Regions from separate parts of the Mus musculus genome. Here region 2 is linked to region 1. A link is a contact called in public HiChIP or PLAC-seq data. All regions are on one chromosome and are shown on one strand. Each heading gives the region's core, a stretch centred on a gene start, on an enhancer-like site or on the middle of the called end of the contact. The rest is flanking DNA. Distances are from core to core; before and after follow the strand shown.

Region 1 (3,515 bases), core at 301-2,800:
ACTATAACTCAACAGTGGAACCCTATTACTCTAAAACAGTGCTGGTCAGAAAGTAAGTACTAGGTAGATGTTTACTGTTGGAGGGAGGGGCATTTATCTGGTTCATACAACCTCCTGTGCTTCAACATTATCTGTAAACAGCCATTCATTGACTTGTGCATATATATATGTGTGTGTGTGTGTGTGTGTAATATTTGAGTATTATCTAGTCTGAGGGCCCATGCCTTCAATCTCAGCACTTGGGAGACAGAAGCAGTCACCTTTCTGTAAGATCAAGGCCAGCCTTGTCTACATGGAAAGACCCTGCCTCAAAAAGAGAAATATCAAGCAATGGATTATGTGCCAAGCAGAGGTGAGTTTACTGGAAAACCAATGAAACTTAAAGTTTAGATCCCCCAGATTTGTACCTTTCAATGCTTTGGGCCATTGTGTGTGTGTGTGTGTGTGTGTCTTTAAAAAGACAGGCAGACTGTATATGACCCCCTGGTACTCCAAAAATAACATTTACCCTAGTGTCATAGACACAAAGGGATATAATGCAAACAATCTTTTTTTTTCCTGTTTAGTGGAATCAATAATTGTTCATTCGTTCAACCATTCATTCATTCAAAGAATACTTACTAAGCAATATTGTCAGTAGCACATACAGAAATACTGTCAACATGTTCCTACCCTTATGGAAAAGATTTCTATGTTGGGGACACAGAAGCCGGTTGTGTCCAGAGAACAGGAAGCAGTTTAGAGGACAGTTACAACACTAGTGTTGCTTAAGTGTTGCCGCTCTGAAGGGAAAAGCTTTTACCCTACACTGGTGATGTCCTAAACCAATCTCAGGAGGTACTGAGTCCTACCTATGCCTGGAGGCAAGGATCAAGGAGCGTTCAGCTGAGCGTGGATTTTATTAAACCCTACGAGCAAGAGGAGGTCCAAACAGATTCGTGGAAGGGCGAGGGGAGATAGTGGTGAGCTTTGCGACAGGAAGTGTCAGACTGTGGGAACTCTTGGCGAACTCACTGCCTCAGAAGGTTATAACCTGATTTCAAGGATATCCAAGCACCTCTAACTTACTTCCTTCAGTGCCCAGATATGCGTCCCTTCGTGAGAATAAACCTGTCGCCACCCTGAGCCAGCTGTTAGGTCGGTGAGACAGACTCTCTGTCTTGCTAGAGACTCCCTGTCTTCACCGAGAGCTAAAGAGATAGGCCCAGTTTGGGGTCCAGGGGCCGCGGAGCGTATGCGCCCCTAGCTCCCGCCCGCCGTTCCCATAGCAACCAGCTTACCACTTCACGGGCCCGGCTGGAGAAGTCTCCCTTGGGCCGAGGGCTTCTGCGGAACAGCTCGTCCCGGCTGCCATCGGCCCCGCCACCCACGGCCACTCCCAGAGCCTTATTCCGCGTCTTCACTGTCTTGACGCTAGCCCGGAAGAGCAGTGTGATGTCCACCGCCATAGCGACCCGCAACCCAGGGCCTGAAGCCGGCCAGGCACACGTCAGCAGCTAGCGACCCCGGCAAGAACTCGGTTGCTGAGGGACGTTCCGATTTCGCACTCCTCCGCCTGGGAACTGTGAGCATAGAAGAAAGGTTCCGCACTCCGCCCGTGTAACGCGGAGAGTGGAGAAAGGTTCCGGCTTTAACCCAGAGCCGGAATTCTCCGTTCCAGACAGCTACCCGCAGTGCATCGGCACCCCTTTCTCCTCTCTGCAAAACTCAGCGGGATCAGACGCTCGGAGATTTCCCAGTCTGGACTTCAGGAACGAAAGCATCGGGAAGCTAGAAAGATCGCTCCCCTTATGATTCTTTAGGAGACGGGCGGGCGGTTTGGTTGACAGGTGGGGAGTATCACACTTTTGACTTTTGTCATCAAGGGATCGCCTTGAGTAACAATGAACTATGACCATCTGAGTTGCAGGAGCTAGGAAAGGGTACGTGTACAGAGGTAGGGGCCAGAGACCTTTTTTCTTCAACCTTCAGCCAGTTCGGTAAAGTGAAGCCAGCGCCTTTCTTGGAATGCACAGAGAATTAAACAGAATGTGTGTATAAAACGTCCTCGTGCTGTTTAACTCTTAGTATACAGCTAGTAGATGTTGCCGTTGTTGATAATATGGTTGTCCTCAGTCGTTTTGTTTTGTTTTGTTTTGTTTTGTTTTGTTTTTCGAGACAGGGTTTCTCTGTGTAGCCTTGACTGTCCTGGAGCTCACTCAGTATACCAGGCTGGCCTCAAACTCAGAAATCCGCCTTCCCCTGCCTCCCAAGTGCTGGGATTAAAGGCACGCGCCACCATGCCCTCAGTCTTCTTACTTATAATGTAGAAGAGGCTTAGAGCAGAGATCCCTGAGCGGGGATGTGGAGAGCAGGAACTTATCAGAGCCAGACGAAAGTGAAGCATTCTGAACTTCATGATATCATGTTAGGTTCCTCCTCAATAAGCACTTTTGAAAAGCGCTCTCTTGAATCATAGTTATCAAAGAGAAAGAATGAAATGGAGAACAGAGTTACGTAATTTGACTAAAGTCAGCTAGTAAAATTTTTCTGAGCACTTGGTTCATGGTTCATTTTATTTTTGTGTGCACCTTTCATTAAAAATACAATTATGCCACTTTCTCTCCTTCCCTTTTCTCCCTCCAGCCTCCTCAAGTCCTCTCCCTCCAATTTCTTCCATGTCTCCCAACTCAATCTCAAGTTGATAGCTTCTTCTTCTTTAATTATTATTGTTGCATATATGTGTAAGTATCCATGGATATGCCAGCACAATCTGCTGAAACTGTTGTTATTGTGTATGTGTCTATGGCTTCAGGGATAATCACGTTGTATTGGACAACCAATTAGAGGGTTCTTCCATGGGATAGGCTAACTTCCCTCTCTCAGCAGCCATAGTTGCCTGTAGTTTCTTGTCCAGGAGTGTGACCCCCATGGTTTAGTTTTAGTTCAATATCAATTTCTCTGGGTTTTGTTTTCCTTATAAAAGGAAGCACACTAAGATGTGTGCTAAAATTAGGCTTTTAACAGTCATCAAGATGAAAAGCTAGTTTCATAATAATCCTAGGATCACATTTGCCTTTACACTTGCATGTTCTAATCAGCTGTATGGTTGAGTTTTCCAAGAGACACTGATCTTACAATAAGCTAATTGCAGAGCAGCTGTCTTCCATTAAGCCAGACTTAAAAGAGAATTGCAAAGATGCAAGTGCCAGTTCTTCTTACCGAGTCTTTTATTGTTTTGAAAACTATTTTCCCTATGAAGATGTTTATGTTAATATTTAATAGATGTACTCTGATTACTTTAGGCAGATAAATATTTCTAAGCTTCTCATTTTATTTCTAATATAGTAACTATCAATAGATAAAATCCAAGCAAGCAACAATTGTTTAAGGACCTACATAATTTTGTAGGAATGTAAAAATTTTCTGATGTTTGAGAACCACAGTATTAAAGGCATATTTAAAAGAAATACATGTCAAGGAAATATTCATGTAACAGAAAAGAAGTAAATGATTTGACATCCAGAGTATAACAT
Region 2 (3,626 bases), core at 125-2,624, 670 kb after region 1:
TGTCTGTCTGTCTTCTGTCCCTGTCCCTCCCCTCCTGCATGTATAGTCACTTCTAGCTGCAAGGGATGCTATGAAGAGAAGTAGTTTGGGTACACAGGATGGATATGCTACCACTGCAGAGGAAGTTTCCCTAGTTCTGTTTGACTCCCCAATCCACTGTGCCATGCAGCCGATACTTTGACCTACTCTGTCTGACTCTTGGATACCCACACCCCATCCCACATGCAATATGTGCTGCTACCATCGTTCAGCTTAATGGTTTTTCTCTCATTCCTGGGCCAGGCGTGATACTGCATTCCTGGACTCCCTGCACTGGAGTGGAGGCAGGAGGATCAATAGTTCACATTCATTTCTGGTCACATAGCAAATTCTGAGGCTAGCTTGAGTTACATGAAACCCAGTCTCCAAGAAGAGGATAGAAGGGGAAGGAGCCTTGAGTCCCCACTTCAAGACATTTGTACTCCGCCCATGTATGCAGTACAAAGACAAACCCCGTATCCAGGCAGTGCCCACTACTATGCTGAGCACCAAACAGGACCACACAGGGTCTGCTAAAATACTGTCAATTAATTACTTTTAAAAAGTGTTCTAAGCATCTTAGAACCACAGGTCTTGCTTTTGCAGAATGCTTGAAAGAAAAATAAAAGACGGGCATTGTAAAAAAAAAATAATGATAACCATATGGTTAACACATAAAAAAACTACTCAATATGTGTATTTACAACTCCAGCACAACAAATGTTCCCTACACATCTGCCACACACAAAACAACCTCCAGACAGCACAGGAGCTGCAGCGAGAGCTCAGAGCTCAGTTAGGGAAAGAAACACAGCTCTCTGAACTCCTTATGCTCTGTCTTAGCAGCGTCTGCACTCGGGATTTCTAAGAGACCATTCCTCAGCAGCATAGTGAATCTGTAAGCACTCTAGCCTGGGTGCGAGCCCATTACCACCCACACGACCTCAGGCAAACCACTGGAGCCTGTCTGAATGGCAGCTCACTGGTCTGAAAATTGAGCAGAAGTGAGAATTTCATACGATGCCAGATGTTTGGCGTGACCAGGTTTTCAGTCTGGATGGCACTAAATTACTGGAAGCGCGCACACACATCATGTTTCTAGAACCTTCTGTGATCAGCCAAGCTATCCAGTTTCTCCTTCCTCATAGCAGGTTCCAGCATGCATTGGGACCAAGCCCACTTCCACTGTGACTCCAATCAGGGAACCTGATAAAGACCAAAGGATAAAAGCAGTTCTCCAACCTTCTTTGTAAGAGGCAGCCTGTGAATAAATGACCCATAGCTGAACATGCAAGCAAGCCCAGGGCATGCTCTGTCAGGAGTGTGCCAGCAGAGGGGAAACAGGCACAGTGCCTCCTAGCCTTGGAAATGTGGCAACAATCAAGCTGCTTGCCTGCCTGCCTGCAGGGTGAGAATCCCAGCTAAACCTCCAGTGAGAATTGCAGGCAGGATAAATGACTTACTAGAGAAAAGGGCTATTTTTAGTAAGGAGCCCATGAGAGACTGATTTCCATGCAAACTAAGCCCCTGACATTTCCTTTGTGGGAGCTCCAAAACCTTAGTGGAGGTCAACACAGAAAGATAAAAGGTAACTGACAAGTGGAGGAGAAGGGAGATAGAGAGGGAAGAAGGAAAGGAAAGAGGAAAAGAGGGGGTAGGGAGGGAAGGGGAGAGAGGGAGAGGGGAGAGGGAAGGGGAGAGAGGGAGAGGGAGAGAGGTAAGGAGTGAGGAAGGAAAAGGAAAGTAGACAAGTAGGCAGGCAGACAGACAGGCAGACAGGCAGGCAGGCTGACTGACTGACTGACTGACTGACTGACTGACTGACTGACTAAGTACTCAAACCAGTGTCCAACCACTGAGGCTGAAACACAGTTAAATCAATAAATTTTAAGACTGAACTGTGGTGAGGAGGTGGAGAGATGGCTCGGTGGTTAAAGTCATGCCTAGTCTTCTAGAGGACTTGTGTCTGTTCCCCAGCTCCCACACAGCAGCTCCACCCTTCTGTAACTCCAGTCCCATGAGATCCAACATCTTCTTCTGGCCTCTGTGGACAACACACACACACAAACACACATATTCTGCTCAGACATACTCACAGGCAGAACACCCATAATAAAAAAGTCATTTTAAAAGACCGAGCTGGGGGAGGAGGGTGAGGCGCTGAGAGGAGGAGGGATGAACTTCATTCTTGCACTGAGTGCTCACAGTTCGTGCTTGCTGATCAATGTGCTGATCAATGCTCTTCTGACAAAATAAGATCAGCAACCAAGAAGGTACAAAGAAGAGGTTCCAGGGTCCCAGAGGAACTAATAATACCAATACTCTGGCATCCAAGTAAGCCAGCTGCAACACCGCGGAGAGTTTCCTGTGATGGGGAAGGAGGAGGCTGAGCTTCTGAGACCCTTCACATCTTGAATCAGAAGCCAAGCCGGAGAGTAGACATGTTCCTGCTAAAGAGGACTACTTCACCGGGGCAGAAGCATGCAGCATCCTGCCTGTGTAAATTAAACACCCAGCTGTCAGTTACCCAAGTCAGATGGTTCCAGCCAACTCTTCATTTTCACGCTGAGGAGGAGGTGAACACCTGACTTTTAGCTAGGAAATGCTTTGATAATTGCTTGGGTTTGTATCACAATATATGAGATGGTGTTTTTGGTTCCTGGCAGGAGTTTTGCATCCCAGTTGCCCACCCATGTCTGCCTTCCTAAGACAGGGTGGCAAATTTTAATTGCCATCGTTGGCATTCCAATCAGAGAACTGAGCAAAAGAAGGGTTTGTGAACAGCTGTCCAAAGCCTAATTACCCAAGCCATGCACACTACCCAAAAATCCAGAAGTGCATGGGGCCCTGGGCCCCATGAGCCACAGGGTGACGTCGGTCCTGTGCACCCAAAGCTCCAGGCCTGGCTGCTCACAGAGCTACTGAACAAGAAAGGAGCAGAGTCCTCACTGTCAAGAACAAGTGGCTTAAAAAGTACCATGAGTCAGACTCAGTGTAGCTTTTGTCCGAAGAGGAATCACAACTGAGCTGCTAGCGATACCCCTAGAAGGGGTACTAACCTTCAAGTCCTCGTGTAAGTGGAAAACAGCACCCCAGCCCAAGTTTTTTCTGAAGACCTGTGAGTTAGTTCACATCCTTTTCATCCAGGGTTTGACAGGATGGAGACAGCACAGTGCAGGTCTTTACCAACAAAAAAGAGTCCCACCCCGAAAACCAAGGTGGGCACCTGGGCTAGCCTCTTTTTCAAACAGCCGTTTCTTCCCTGTTTTCTGTATTGGGTAAACAAACACTTGGCACACTCTTCTGTTAGATTTCACAAATGCTCCTTACACCTTCCCATCCTTATACCTCCCTGTCTTCTTTCTGCCTGAAGTATTCCCTCTCACTCCCCTTGGAAGCTTCTTCCACAGCATCAAGCACAAGTGATAATGTCACTTCCTCCAGGGAGCATTTCCAGGGCTCTGGAAGTACCGCTTTCTTCTGCATCCAGCTGGCCCGATAGAATCAATGCCTAGCAACACTTCCATTCTGACCACCAAGTGATGAATGGATGACCAAGTGAACCCAAAAAGGACACTCCATGCCTGCTGCCCCCAACCCATCACCTC

The links. HiChIP or PLAC-seq counts read pairs in DNA pulled down with a chosen protein or histone mark.
Region 2: a contact with region 1 is called in an H3K4me3 HiChIP or PLAC-seq map of embryonic stem cells, with 6 times the contacts expected there. The contact joins the enhancer-like site here to the promoter of Stx18 in region 1. A contact is called at or near these places in 5 of 39 promoter capture datasets (the 3T3-L1 cell line, cranial neural crest, embryonic stem cells and 2 more) and 2 of 115 datasets of contacts at active chromatin or transcription factors (astrocytes and embryonic stem cells).

What each region holds. Positions count from the first base shown.
Region 1 is chr5:38,037,265-38,040,779 of GRCm38.p6, reverse strand. It overlaps Stx18 (syntaxin 18), which reads right to left and starts at 1,550. Exons shown (of 11, transcript NM_026959.3): 1 at 1,281-1,550. The coding sequence starts at 1,448.
Region 2 is chr5:37,363,684-37,367,309 of GRCm38.p6, reverse strand. The region is part of intron 7 of Evc2 (EvC ciliary complex subunit 2); the gene reads right to left. Among named protein-coding and RNA genes, the nearest start is that of Evc2, 27 kb to the right of the region's middle. Within about 2 kb of position 1,374, at least 23 of the 459 cell types and tissues checked have an H3K27ac peak or open chromatin away from gene starts, as enhancers often do. A contact at or near this core is called in astrocytes, where this site is marked.